Linked DNA regions of Mus musculus: regions 2, 3, 4 and 5 are each linked to region 1. Evidence: chromatin contacts called from public ChIA-PET and HiChIP or PLAC-seq data. All regions are on one chromosome and are shown on one strand. Each heading gives the region's core, a stretch centred on a gene start, on an enhancer-like site or on the middle of the called end of the contact. The rest is flanking DNA. Distances are from core to core; before and after follow the strand shown.

What was found. ChIA-PET counts read pairs in DNA pulled down with a chosen protein or histone mark. HiChIP or PLAC-seq counts read pairs in DNA pulled down with a chosen protein or histone mark.
Region 2: an RNA polymerase II ChIA-PET map of memory CD8 T cells shows a contact between it and region 1, with 105 read pairs. The contact joins the promoter of Rassf1 here to the promoter of Uba7 in region 1. A contact is called at or near these places in 1 of 39 promoter capture datasets (erythroid cells), 2 of 115 datasets of contacts at active chromatin or transcription factors (memory CD8 T cells and pancreatic cancer cells) and 2 of 9 other capture datasets (liver and pancreatic islet).
Region 3: a contact with region 1 is called in an RNA polymerase II ChIA-PET map of memory CD8 T cells, with 44 read pairs. The contact joins the promoter of Ifrd2 here to the promoter of Uba7 in region 1. A contact is called at or near these places in 1 of 39 promoter capture datasets (erythroid cells), 3 of 115 datasets of contacts at active chromatin or transcription factors (bone marrow-derived macrophages, memory CD8 T cells and pancreatic cancer cells) and 2 of 9 other capture datasets (liver and pancreatic islet).
Region 4: a contact with region 1 is called in an RNA polymerase II ChIA-PET map of memory CD8 T cells, with 105 read pairs. The contact joins the promoter of Gpx1 here to the promoter of Uba7 in region 1. A contact is called at or near these places in 1 of 39 promoter capture datasets (erythroid cells) and 5 of 115 datasets of contacts at active chromatin or transcription factors (bone marrow-derived dendritic cells, bone marrow-derived macrophages, cardiomyocytes and 2 more).
Region 5: an HNF4G HiChIP or PLAC-seq map of pancreatic cancer cells shows a contact between it and region 1. The contact joins the promoter of Sema3f here to the promoter of Uba7 in region 1. A contact is called at or near these places in 1 of 39 promoter capture datasets (embryonic stem cells) and 2 of 115 datasets of contacts at active chromatin or transcription factors (memory CD8 T cells and pancreatic cancer cells).

What each region holds. Positions count from the first base shown.
Region 1 is chr9:107,974,251-107,976,889 of GRCm38.p6, forward strand. Uba7 (ubiquitin-like modifier activating enzyme 7) reads left to right here and starts at 1,317. Exons shown (of 24, transcript NM_023738.4): 1 at 1,317-1,463; 2 at 1,547-1,715; 3 at 1,805-1,939; 4 at 2,056-2,162; 5 at 2,460-2,550. The coding sequence starts at 1,435.
Region 2 is chr9:107,550,225-107,552,863 of GRCm38.p6, forward strand. It overlaps Rassf1 (Ras association (RalGDS/AF-6) domain family member 1), which reads left to right and starts at 1,331. Exons shown (of 6, transcript NM_001243748.1): 1 at 1,331-1,622. The coding sequence starts at 1,373. It overlaps Zmynd10 (zinc finger, MYND domain containing 10), which reads left to right. Exons shown (of 12, transcript NM_053253.4): 9 at 60-185; 10 at 274-395; 11 at 516-641; 12 at 737-1,097. The coding sequence ends at 812. It overlaps Gm34106 (predicted gene, 34106), which reads right to left and starts at 613. Exons shown (of 2, transcript NR_168657.1): 1 at 473-613.
Region 3 is chr9:107,586,416-107,589,054 of GRCm38.p6, forward strand. Ifrd2 (interferon-related developmental regulator 2) reads left to right here and starts at 1,303. Exons shown (of 12, transcript NM_025903.2): 1 at 1,303-1,531. The coding sequence starts at 1,474. It overlaps Hyal3 (hyaluronoglucosaminidase 3), which reads left to right. Exons shown (of 4, transcript NM_178020.3): 3 at 1-56; 4 at 160-944. The coding sequence ends at 411.
Region 4 is chr9:108,337,739-108,340,377 of GRCm38.p6, forward strand. Gpx1 (glutathione peroxidase 1) reads left to right here and starts at 1,342. Exons shown (of 2, transcript NM_008160.6): 1 at 1,342-1,820; 2 at 2,039-2,604. The coding sequence starts at 1,575. The coding sequence ends at 2,398. Rhoa (ras homolog family member A) reads left to right here. Exons shown (of 6, transcript NM_016802.5): 6 at 1-205.
Region 5 is chr9:107,708,675-107,711,313 of GRCm38.p6, forward strand. Sema3f (sema domain, immunoglobulin domain (Ig), short basic domain, secreted, (semaphorin) 3F) reads right to left here and starts at 1,288. Exons shown (of 18, transcript NM_001379496.1): 1 at 744-1,288.

The DNA.
Region 1 (2,639 bases), core at 67-2,566:
GCAAGTTCCAGACCAGAGCCAGAGCTACATGATGAGACTTTTATAAAGACAAAGCAAGCAAACAAACAACTCAACTGGCTGGTGATGGTGCGTGTCTTTAATGCCAGCACTCAGAGGCAAAGGCAGGGGAATGTCTGAGTTCGAGGACAGCTTGGTTTACACAGAGAAACCTTGTCTTTAAAAAAACAAAAACAACAAAAACAAACAAACAGTAGCAAGATGGATCTAGTGCCTTCGAGCCTGCTGTGGTGACAGCAACTACTTTCTTATTGGAACTGAGCCCACTCCACAGGAGGGAGAGAATTCATGTCTGGTATTATAAACCTGATCCAAAAAAAAAAAAAAAAAAAAAAAAAAAAAACAGTGATTGGGTAGGTCATAGGCCCTCATGGTAGAATGACAGTCATGTTAGTGACCTTAGCGCGGGGCCACTGTGGGCTTTTATCAGAGAGGCTTCCTTTTGTGGAGGGCAGTGGTGCCTGCAGGGACTCATAACCGGTCAGTGTGTAGAGAAGTGACCTGAATGTTCAGCCCTAAAGGAACATCTCGATCTGCTCTAGCCAAGGCTCAGGGAACGCCATGAAAAACAGGACGCGATAGCTTTAGAAGTGGAGGATGGAGTCTTTGCAGAACATGATCTTCTGGCCACAAATGGCTGTTGTGCTCTTGAACTCACAGTAGTTGTGACCTGCACAAGATCTGTACAAAATTTGGGCTTGTGAAGCATCCTATCATGGGAGGAACAGGGACTCATGAGGCCTCGCCCCTCCAGGAGGGTGAGACATTTTCTTTAGTTCTGTAACCACTGATAAGGTGCCCCTGGCTTCCATAAATAACCTCTCGCCCATCCTCTTGTATGAAACGTCTGCAAAACTCACCAAGTCACCAAGAGGAACAGCAAGAGTGGGAGGAGGATAGAGAAGCTAACAGATGAATATGATCAAAATGTACACGTATAAAAGTGCCATAACGAAGCACATTATTATGTGTAATTAATATATGGTGATGGAAAACACACCCACAAATACGCATGAACACAGCAACACCCTGTGTTATTTTCACAACTTATTGTGAGTCTACAGTTATTTCAAAACAAAAGTTTAAAATATATATGTGACACATGTCTTCATTTTGTGGCTGCCTGAGCTTCTCATTTCTCAGGTCTGACTCAGAGAGTCACTGGCCTCTTGTAACACTGGGACTTATCCAAGCGATAAACCCCAGTTGGCCTGCAGAGCACTGATATCTGTCCTCATTCACTGGGAGGACCAGGAACCAACTCAGTCTAGTTTCACTTTTGGTTTCCTGAAATCATAGAGGAAGCAGAAAGAGAGCTGTAACCAGCAGCAACCAGCGCTTTGGGGCCTGTTTGCCTTGTTTTCCTTGCCCCCTCCTGTGAGCCCTACAGCCTCCTCTCCAGCCCCACGACTGAGGATGGATGAAGAGTTATACTCCAGGCAGCTGTAAGTCTCAAGGTGGGATAACCAAGTCGGGTGGCTTCCAGACCTTTGGTCCCCAGCTGCCACCTCCTTCTTCTTAACCACAGGTATGTACTGGGCCTGCCTGCTATGCAGAGGATCCAGGAAGCCAAAGTCTTGCTATGTGGCCTGCAGGGTCTGGGAGCTGAGGTGGCCAAGAACCTAGTCCTTACAGGTGTGGGCAGCCTCACCCTGCATGATCCCCATCCCACCTGCTGGGCTGACTTGGCTGCTCAGGTAAGAGTTCTTGGGGGTCTCTATGCTGCCTCCCAGAGCAGAGGCCAAAGGGGAGTCTCCTTGATCAAGCTGCACTGAGCTGTCCTTAGTGTTTCCTTTCAGAAGAGAGCTTGGGAAGGAACAGGGCTGAGGCCTCTCAGGCGCAATTGGCTCAGCTCAATGAAGCTGTCCAGATCTCCGTCCACAGTGGCGACATCACTGAGGACCTACTGCAGGGTTTTCAGGTGCTTTCCCCAGAGCCACTTTGCATGCTAGCCTAGTACCTCCCTCCTGCCCTTAACGGCAGAGAGAAGGTGGCGAGTGATTCCGGGCCTGCTGATCAATCACGGTGTCCATCTAGGTAGTGGTGCTGACTGACTCCAAGCTGGAAGACCAGCTGAAGGTGGGACCTTTGTGTCACAAGCATGGAGTCCGCTTCCTGATGGCTGAAACCCGGGGCCTTGTGGGGTGAGGAGACTACCTGTGTACCCCACCACATCACTGCCAGCAATTGGTCCTAATGCCTTGCCCAGCCCTTAGCTTGCCCCATCCTCCCCGACTCAGCCTAGAGCTTACAAGGATGCTCTGGACTACAGTCTTGCCCTTGTTTCTCCACCTCAGCATGCAGACCTGCTTTAGTGCACCCTGCATGCCCAAACCAAAGTCTCCACAGCTTTCCTATAATTCCTTCCCCTTTGGGCCTGTCCTAGTGCCCCCTACTCACAACTAATGAGCTTCCTCAGTAACTTCCGCCACCCACACTAGGCGGTTATTCTGTGACTTTGGTGAGGACTTCACAGTTTTGGACCCTACTGAGGTAGAACCCATGACAGCTGCCATCCAGGACATCTCTCAGGTGGGTGCTCAGATGTAGAGGTTTCCCTGATGTCCAGAGAAAGGTGCCAGGGCCCGTGGAAGGTAGGTACAGGCACTCTGAAGACAAGC
Region 2 (2,639 bases), core at 81-2,580, 420 kb before region 1:
CTTGGCCCTCTGGCTAGGAACAGTTAGTTTCTCAATGGCCTTCCCTGGATCTCTTGCAGCTTCAGGCCTTCCTCACTGACACACTACTCGACCAGTTGCCCAATCTTGCCGATCTGAAGGGTTTCCTGGCCCACCTGTCCCTGGCTGAAACCCAGCCCCCTAAGAAGGACCTAGTGTTAGAACAGGTAAGGCCCTAGAACATGCTTGGGAGTGCTTGGGACGGTGGTCCACTTTTCCGGCTCCTTCCTCCCTGTCTCCATTACACTTTTTTAGATCCCAGAAATCTGGGATCGCCTGGAGAGAGAGAACAAAGGGAAATGGCAGGCTATCGCCAAGCACCAGCTTCAGCACGTATTCAGCCTCTCGGAGAAGGATCTTCGTCAACAAGCACAGAGGTAAAGTCCACTGAGTGGCTGAAGTCACGTGCATAGGACCAAGGAGGGAAGGTCACCTAGTGCTTCTGTGCACCTACCTGCCCGGTCCGTCCATTCAGCTCTTCTCGACTCCTCCCCCAGGTGGGCTGAAACCTACAGGCTGGATGTCCTAGAGGCAGTAGCTCCGGAGAGGCCCCGCTGCGGCTACTGCAACGCAGAGGCCTCCAAGCGCTGCTCCAGATGCCAGAATGTGTGGTATTGCTGCAGGTGAGGCGATCCTGGGACCTTAGTTGCCCCCCTAAGCTCCAACCCTGGGTTCTCCTACAAGCCCTGTCATTGTCATGCAACCCACCCCGCTGCAGGGAGTGTCAAGTCAAGCACTGGGAGAAGCACGGAAAGACATGTGTTCTAGCAGCCCAAGGTGACAGAGCCAAGTGAAGGCCGTAGCTGCCGAGGGCCGACAGAAGAGCGCACCCAGACTGTGACTGAGCTTCAGGGACTCGTGGCTCGCCCCTGTCAGACCTCAATTTCCCTGGTGAGCACAGCTGAGTCAAGTAGAGCTGCAAACCACCACACTCTTCACTTCCTGCCCCACCCAGCGAATACGCAGAGGACCAGGCCACAGCATCAGCAAACTGGCAGACAGGGTTGGGGGGTGTAAGCAAGGGCCGGATGTGGAGACCCTCTTCCTTTCGCACAATAAAGCAGACTCATGAAACGCAACAGTGTGGCGCTGTACAGTCATCCTTGGGGTCGGGGGAGAAGACTGGACGGAAAGATTGGGAAGGGGCTCTTTGAAAGGGCCCACCCCTGTGCCGTGCCCCGCCCACAAGTCCACACGGTCGGCTCGCCTAGGGTTCCAGCGCGTCCTCCTCGGCTCTTTCCCGCCGCCCTGCCTGGATCCTGGGGGCGGTGCCGAAGTCGCGGCCCGCCCTGCGGCCTCGCCCGCTCGGTACTCACTAGCTGCTAGTCCGCTACAGCACCGGCCTGACCGGGCCATGTCGGCGGAGCCAGAACTCATTGAACTACGCGAGCTGGCACCGTCCGGGCGCATCGGTCCAGGCCGTACCCGGCTGGAGCGTGCCAACGCTCTGCGCATCGCCCCGGGTACAACACGCAATCCGTCACAGCAGCACGTCCCGGGTCGTGGCCACCGTTTCCAGCCTGCAGGGCCCACCACGCACACGTGGTGCGACCTCTGTGGAGACTTCATCTGGGGCGTCGTGCGCAAGGGCCTACAGTGCGCGCGTGAGTAAGCGGCCCCACACAGCCAGCGACTACGGAAAGGGAGGCAGCACCATAGTTGCGGGTCAAGCGGCAGTGGAGGGCTGGTCAGTTGTGATGATCCTGCAGACCAGATCTCCTGGCCTTGCTCCATCAGGGAGAGTGCTTGAGAAAATGGTTTATCACTTGTCACGCTCTGTCCGTGCACAGTTGGGCAGAGTTAGTTGTCTGTGAATAAGAAGGTGCTTCAAGTTTGTCTTTAAAGTGCTTGTGCCCTTTCTTGAAAAGCCTTTGTGCCTGCTGAGCTCTGAGCCTACATTCCGAGGCCCGCCTCTTCCCAACGATTGGCTCACTGTGTTCCCCCTCTAGATTCCTGGGTGACGTCTCCCACATTAATAGGGGGCCAGAAAAAGTTAGAACCTTAGTTAGGCTCCTTGTTAGTAGGAATTCTATTGAAACTTCAGTCAAGGTTGTTTTGAGTCAAGGATGCAGAGGCTAAAACATGGAGTCCAGCCACACACACAATGAGTGGTCCTTCTGACCTAGGAATTACCAGCAAACAGAACCACGCAGGACAATATATACCTTCCAGTCTCCTCGCGCCTACTTCTCCTCTCAGACTTGTTGACTCCGTTGTTGAAAGTGGACCTTAGGCATCCTGGTTTTTCTGTTTTGGTTTGGTTTTTTGGTTGTTTTGTTGTGTTTTAAGACAGGGTTTCACTCTGCAGCCCTGGCTTGCCTAGAACTCTCTATGCAGACCAGGCTGTGACAAGCAACCCACCTGCCCCTGCCTCCCAAGTTCTGATGTATAGTTTTGAGTTGAGAATCGGTGCTTTGGGCCATATAGGAACTTAAAAATGGCACTGTAGGCCTGTGTGTGCCTCCAGATCATCTCATTCACTATACAAGTATGTCACAAACTCAGCTAGTGTAGCAGTTTGTGACAGAATGCCACATGAGAGCAAGAGCTGCGGCATCTCAGCATTCACAAGGAGAAAGAAAGCTGCTCTGGGGTTCTTGTCTAGGAAGCAAGACAGTTTG
Region 3 (2,639 bases), core at 53-2,552, 390 kb before region 1:
CACTGGGAACAGCTGGAGTGGTACTCTGGGGGGACCTGAGCTTCTCTAGCTCTGAGGTGAGCGTTGCCCCTCATCGTGCACATGCTGGAGCCCCAAGATAGGGGAGAAGCCATGCCAAGTCATAGAAAAGGAGCTTTGACCTATCTTTTCTCTGTGTAGGAAAAGTGCTGGCGTCTCCATGACTACTTAGTGGGCACTTTAGGCCCCTATGTGATCAATGTGACCAAGGCTGCCATGGCTTGCAGTCACCAGCGATGTCATGGCCATGGTCGATGTGCCCGGAAAGACCCAGGACAAATGGAAGCCTTTCTACATCTGCAGCCAGATGACAGTCTTGGAGCTTGGAATTCCTTCAGATGCCATTGTTATTCGGGTTGGGCTGGCCCTACCTGCCTGGAGCCTAAACCCTGAGCCCAACATAGAGTCAGGAGTCCCTGCCTTTGCTACTTGACCCTGCTGTCATTTTCCCAGTCCTAGAGGAATTCCCCTTTATGCTTTGTTTAGCTTATGGGACTTTCCCAAGTACATATCCCACTTCCACCAATACAACTTCCATAGAAATTCCTGAGGAGCCGGGCATGGTGGCGCACGCCTTTAATCCCAGCACTCGGGAGGCAGAGGCAGGCCGATTTCTGAGTTCGAGGCCAGCCTGATCTACAAAGTGAGTTCCAGGACAGCCAGGGCTATACAGAGAAACCCTGTCTCAGAAAAAAAAAAAAAAAAAAAAAAGAAGCTTCCGGGTCAGTTCCAGGCATTTAAGGTGACTAGCCTAGGACTTTGTTCCTATACCCCAGCGTATCTATAGAGAAGTAAAATCTAGGTTCAGACAACCCCTACATGCCTCCCAACACACATCCCCCCCAAAAAAAATTAAGCTAAGGTCTGTTAAACGCTAAGCTATTATCTGTATTTTTATCCATAAAGTCACTCTTTCATTACTTGAAGTTTGTCCTCACCATTCTATCTAGGGCCAAACCTGGCGCCTCCAAGCAGGTGCTTCGTTATCAGGCCCTGCAGACGCTTCTAGTGAGAAAGGAAACTACTGAGTTAACTATGAACCGCGCGGGCGGGGGTAGGGGAAGGAGGGGCGAAGTGGGTACGCAGGGCATTGTGGGTACATAGTTTAGCTAGAGCGGCGTCGGCTTATGTGTCTCCGGAATGGACTACTACTCCCGTCGTGCACTGCGCACAACTTGGGCGGTGCTAATCTGTGTACGCTGATGCCTGGGGATAGTAGTTTCGGCCGCGTGTATGTGGATCTGAACTTGGTGGCCGGGAACTCACCTTCCCAGCGACCCATTTGACAGGGCGGGGCGCCTCACGAAGATGGTGGCGCGCGCGGCGTGTGGCTCCTGTCGTCCTCGCCAGTCTCAGCTCAGCACACGGGCCAGCGTTTCGCTGGTTTGGAGTCCCCGCCCTCCGGGTCCCTGACCCCGCGCCCCATTCCCGTGTTCCCAATTCTCGGTTCCAGGAATGCCTCGTGCTCGGAAGGGCAATGCGCTCCGCAAGGGCGGTCAGCGCCGTGGAGGAGGTGAGTCCGGGGGCTCCAGTAGACTTGTTCAGTAGTGAGCGGGGGTGTTCCGTGATTCCCCTTCGATGTCATTGAGGGACCTGAGTTGATGAATCTTCCCAGATCAGCCCAGCGTGACCTCCCAGAACTCTGCTAAGGCTCGCACGTGCCCCAGCTGGCATTGGCCACGTGTGCGCCTCACTTGAGCACATTGCCAGCTGTTTTTCGAAATCCCGCGCCGCAACGATGACTTGACCAGCATTAAGGACCTAGGTTTTCCCATCGCTACTGGGGTAGAAAACCACACCAGAAAGAGCGTGAAGCCAACCCTTTTGCCAAATACTAGTAGTGCATTTGGTAGGCTGCACAAGGAAATTAGCAGAGAGACCTTGTCTGTTCTGTAAAACGGGGAAGTGTGATTGGAAAGGTAGAGAATTGGGGCCCTGTCAATTGGACTAGAGACCGGGAGGACATCCAGAGAGACCGAAGCAGCCTGGAGACTTCTTATCAGACTCAACCAGAAGCATGACCTGTTGCATTAAACAAACAACTGCTGAAAAAGAGTGCCTGCCCAGCATATTTTTGACCTGACAGCCACTTTAATGTGGCTTGGGTCTCGGGGCATTTAATAGGGTGGTGACAGTTCCACAAGAACTAGTACTGAAAGCATATACTTACCGAGAGTGGTCTTAGAATTATGGCAGGCCCTGTGAGGGGAGCTTCTGAGACGGTAAAGAATCTGGCGCAAGGGCCCAGCAGCCAAAGGGACCACAATACAGTGCGGCAGATGAGACCGTCCGGGCAGTTTTGACAAGTAGGATAGTAAGAGAAGAGGTGAACAGAAATCAACGTGTGGGCTGAACGTTTTTTTACAAGCAAGTAATGTTAGTGGTCCCTAAGGTGTAAGGACTCCTACTGGGTCAGAACCTGTCCAGGGTGCCTACCATAGTAGCTGCCCTATTTAAGGCCAGTCTTCAGCCCTGGAGAGAGCTCACAGGCCGTCTCTCTGTTCCTGCCCTACTGACACTTTGAGAGTCCCTATGTTTACTTTTTCAGACACCCGGTCAAGAGCTTCTTCTGGTCTTCCAAGGCTCAGAGGCACCATCGTGTCTATACCTAAAGTTGGTGG
Region 4 (2,639 bases), core at 92-2,591, 360 kb after region 1:
ACCTGGACTGCAGGGTCTGGCTCTAAGTCACAGTGCTCCTTTCTCCACACTGTATCCAAGTTGCCTCCCAGAGGAGCCACCAGTTCTTATGGGTGGCAGTGGGTGGGGGTGGGGGGGTCTCTTCTCTCCAGCTGACTAAACATTTTTCTGTACCAGTTAATTTTTCCAACTAATAGAATAAAGGCAGTTTTCTAAATTTCCTGTATTCTCTTGTGTGTTGCTTTCGCCGGAAAGACTCCCCTGGAGAGGCTTCTTGAATGGCACCAGCTCCTCCTACTCCCTCCCTCTTCTAGACTAACCTTTTGTCTCCTCCCAAGAACATGGAAGTGGTTTCCCTGTGACACGTTCAAATCTAAAAAGTGGAGTGGAAGCCGGGTGTGGTGGCGCAGGCCTTTCATCCCAGCACTCGGGAGGCAGAGGCAGGTGGATTTCTGAGTTCGAGGCCAGCCTGGTCTACAATGTGAGTTCCAGGACAGCCAGGGATATACAGAGAAACCCTGTCTAAAAAAGACAAAAAAAAAAAAAAAAAAAAAAAGTGGAGTGGAATGTCATAGAGGGGACATGAGGGGCTGGGTTTTCTGGACTAAGACCAAACTGCACTGGGGGCAGGAATCTAGGACCACTAGAAGCACGTGTTCTGAGAGGAGCTAGGTTAGAGTCTGGAGCAGGGAGTCCTGCACTGCTGTCCACCCTTACAAAAACAACCAAAAGAAATTGCCTTTGATAGCGCTGTTAGTGCTACTAAAAAAAAGTCAGGCATGGGTGGTACAAGCCTTTAGTACCAGCACTCGGGATGAAAGCAAAGAGACAGGTAAATCTCTTGAGTTCTAGGCCTGCCTGGGCTACTGAACAAGCCTTAGTACAGCCAAGACTGCATACAGAAACACTGATGAGATGGAGACACCCCCCAAGACAAAACAAAACGAAAACATGCACTTGGAGTTCCAGGCGAGCCAGGGCTCTGTAGAGACCTTGTCTCAGAAACAAAACACTGGCCACCTGATGCGACGCAGCTCCTCTTGAGTTCAATTCCCAAATTATCACCGAGTGGAAGGAGAGAACCAACTCTGACCTCAACATGCATGCTCCTTCGATTTAATTAAACAATAAGTGTAATTAAACTTATGTTTTTAAAACCCTATAACCTTATGACTAGAAACGTGTGGGTAAAGTTACACAATATAAGGGAGCTGTGCGTGAGCTGCTTTAGCCGTTGTTATTGCCAGAGGCCATCTTCCTAGGCGGGACTCTAGACTAATTAAGAAACGGTTGAGTAAGACAGAGCTGGAAGATCCCCGCCTAAGCAAGCAGCTTCCTTCCAGACTAGTGCTACAGGAGCTAGACCAGACCCGCCCTAGGCACCTCCAGGCGCTTTAGCCCGGCCGCACCCTCTTCCCTGTTCCTCGATGGGGGGAGGGTAGAGGCCGGATAAGGCGGGACCCTGAGACTTAGAGCTGGCTGCCAGCCGGAAAGAAAGCGATGCCACGTGATCTCAGCACCATCCAGTTAAAAGGAGGTGCAGGGCCCTGTGAGCGCTAGTACGGATTCCACGTTTGAGTCCCAACATCTCCAGTATGTGTGCTGCTCGGCTCTCCGCGGCGGCACAGTCCACCGTGTATGCCTTCTCCGCGCGCCCGCTGACGGGCGGGGAGCCTGTGAGCCTGGGCTCCCTGCGGGGCAAGGTGCTGCTCATTGAGAATGTCGCGTCTCTCTGAGGCACCACGATCCGGGACTACACCGAGATGAACGATCTGCAGAAGCGTCTGGGACCTCGTGGACTGGTGGTGCTCGGTTTCCCGTGCAATCAGTTCGGACACCAGGTATATGGGGCGAGATGGGTGGCCTTGGGCTCTAGGCTCCCACGGGCGGGACACCGCTTACTTTCTCCTCTGGTACTACAGCTGGAATGCAGGCCTATCCTCGGTTATACAAGGAGGGCAACTTCCTGGTGACTCATCGGGAAACCTCTGTTTTGCAGTTAAAAAGCACATTCTTTCCGAAATCCTAGCACATAAATAAATGCCTTTGTCTTCCCTAGGAGAATGGCAAGAATGAAGAGATTCTGAATTCCCTCAAGTACGTCCGACCTGGTGGCGGGTTCGAGCCCAATTTTACATTGTTTGAGAAGTGCGAAGTGAATGGTGAGAAGGCTCACCCGCTCTTTACCTTCCTGCGGAATGCCTTGCCAACACCCAGTGACGACCCCACTGCGCTCATGACCGACCCCAAGTACATCATTTGGTCTCCGGTGTGCCGCAACGACATTGCCTGGAACTTTGAGAAGTTCCTGGTGGGCCCCGACGGTGTTCCCGTGCGCAGGTACAGCCGCCGCTTTCGTACCATCGACATCGAACCTGACATAGAAACCCTGCTGTCCCAGCAGTCTGGCAACTCCTAAGGCGGCCCTGGCATTGGCTTGGTGATTACTGGCTGCACTCTGGGGGGCGGTTCTTCCATGATGGTGTTTCCTCTAAATTTGCACGGAGAAACACCTGATTTCCAGGAAAATCCCCTCAGATGGGCGCTGGTCCCATCCATTCCCGATGCCTTTCCACCTAATGAAAGGTGGTTTCACTACTAAGAATAAAGTGCTGAATATCAGAATTGTTTGTGTGTCCTGTGTCATTGTCACCTTTTGG
Region 5 (2,639 bases), core at 38-2,537, 270 kb before region 1:
AATGAGGAGTTATAGGTCCGGCTGGGACCCCAGCCTTAGTTCCAAAGGACTCTTCATCTTGACACTTTCCTTACCTCACCTGCTCTAGACAACCCGCCACCCCCCATGGTCCCTTGCCCACTTCACCACTAGGGTCCGTGGTTCAAACTGGGGCTTGACCCCAGGCTCTTCCAACTTAACAACACCTCACTTACACCGAGACCCCTGAACCGGAGAAGGACCGAGAGGCAGCTGGGGGCCAGGAGATCGGCAAATGGCTGAAAGAAAAGCCCATTTGGAAACAGATCCCCTTGTCTTGCGGTTCCGGGCGACCCTCCACGTGGGGGCTTCCAATTTAGACCTTCCCCTGGGGCTGACCTGGTCTTCAGATTAGAGACACTGTGGCAGTGCAAACGCGCCGTTTGGGAAAGAGTGCAGGCGTCAGCAGAGGACTAAAACAGAAGGATCCGAACTCCCACTCAACGAGGGTAAGGGTACCCACCCAAAACCTTGCGGGGGTGGAAAAAGTTAATTCACACACCAGTGATCCCGCAGGCCACATCACCTAGTCACACACACATCTTTACAGCGCCCGGGAACCGGGGAGGTTCAGGACGCCGGGACAGGTATGAAGCACATCCTAGTTCTGTCGCCTGGTACCCGCAGACAGTGTGCCACGGTTCGCCAGACCTCGCGCACTTCTAAGGAGTTGCAGTGCCGCGGATCCTAGTGGGGTCGGGAGGTCGTGTTCTCTCCGTACTCACCTCGTCCACGGCGGCGGGGCCTGGGCGCCCGGGCAGCGGTGGCCGCCGCAGCAGCGGAGAGGTTCGCGTCCGGCCGGTCCGCTTTAGCTGCCCCCCCCCCGGGCCACGGCCCTGTCCGCGCCCTCTTGTCTCTTAGCCTGAGCCGGGATCCGCACCGCGGACTCGGCTTCACTGGGTCCCCTGGCTTCGTGCACGTCAGCAGCCGAGGCCCCGGGCCCTAGCCCGGGCCATGGAAAGGCTCAGGGGCGCTCGGGGCCGCCTCCCCCGGGGCGGGCTGCGGGCGCCCCCTGGCCTGCGCGCCGAGGGCGCATTCCCCGGTGCGGGGCGCGGGCGGTGGCGCGCGCTAGGCTACAGAGCGCTGCGCTGGGCTCGGCCGGGTGGCGCTGCGCTTGCCTGGCTGTCTGACTAGGGCCCGGAGACCGAGCGGGGCTGCGCGGGTCCTCGAAGCGTACCCTGGCTCTACGCTGCGCTCGGGGCTCCCTGGACCGCTGCGGTTTGTTCCCTAGCTGCTCAGGTCTCGAGGCCGCTGGCGGGACGGGACGCTCGGAGCCGCGCGCGGAGCGCAGGCAATTGGCCGCCCGTGGGCGACATTTGCATAGCACGGCCCCGCCCCGCCGGGCCCGCCCGGCCCCACCTCCGGGGCGGGACCCTCCCGGCCACCGCCCCGCCCCCGCTCCACCTGTCCGCGGGCAGGGCTCAGGGTTCCCAGGCGGTGGGCAACCCGCGCCAGGGGAGACTGCTCTGCACCCTGCACCCCCGCCCTGGCATCGCGGGCGGCGCCCCCGCCCCGCCCTGGCTTTGTCTCTCCGTGGATACACGGCGCACATCGCGCCTGGTGTTTACCCGGGCATTCAACTCCCTGGTGAGAAGGGCTGGAGCGCAGGGGAGCAACCAGCTAGCACTCACCTGCGCGCCCCCTTCCGCGTTCCTCCTTCCTACTTGCTGCCAGCCACGGCCCAGCGGCGAAGGACCTGGGATGGCCCAGGCCTCTCAGCAGGTGGCGGTGCAGCCCTTGGGACGGTTGGCACTTCTGGACCTTCCGACAGATGGCTACCTCCAGAGTAGGTCAAGTGGGTGCAGCCCAGCCACTAGCTCTGTCCAGCTAGCCAAATGCTCCAAGTGATCACCTCAAACACCAGTAAGTCTCATTTCAAGCCAGCGGTCCTCACAGACTTTCCCTTTACAGTGCCATATTCCAGAGAACCCAGATGACAGGAGGACGACTCAAGGCATACCCCCCACCCCTCTGCTATGAAAAGGGCACTTGCTTTCAAATCTCAACAATTGAGCAAGAGCCTCCCCTGACCCCAGGAAGGGTCCCTCTGAGCAGCCCATCCCCCAAGGTCATGGCCTCATCAGCCAGAACCACTTCTCAGCCCTTCCCCATACACTCTTGCTGTGGTCCCAGGAGGCTTTGGCCCTCTTTGTCCTCTGCTTCCTCCCTGTCCTCCATCTCCTATTCCCTCCTCTTCTCTCCCTTCTCTTCTGTCTTCCTCCTTTCTTTCTCTCTGCCTTCTGCTCTCTCCCCACTCAGTCCTCCATTTGTCTTCTTCCTCCCCTTCCTACCCCTCTTTCCTCCTGTCTTCCTTTTCCATTTCTCTTTTCTTCTTCCTCCATCCTCTCCTTTTCCTGGCTACAACTCCCAGAAGAGCCACTCTTCCTCTGACCCACTGGCTGGCTGACTGTGTGCATTAGGTGGGTATCAGAGGGCTGCTGGGATACTACTGAGGGTCACCTGACTCACAAGTGGGGTACTTCCTATGCTTCCAAGAGGGCCTGGCTGTTTAAGGTGAGGAAATGTCTACCTGCTGTAGTGAGGGACAGCACCGATCTGATCTTCTCCCTAATGTCATACTTCACTCAAAACATTAACAAAGCCGGGCGGTGGTGGCGCAC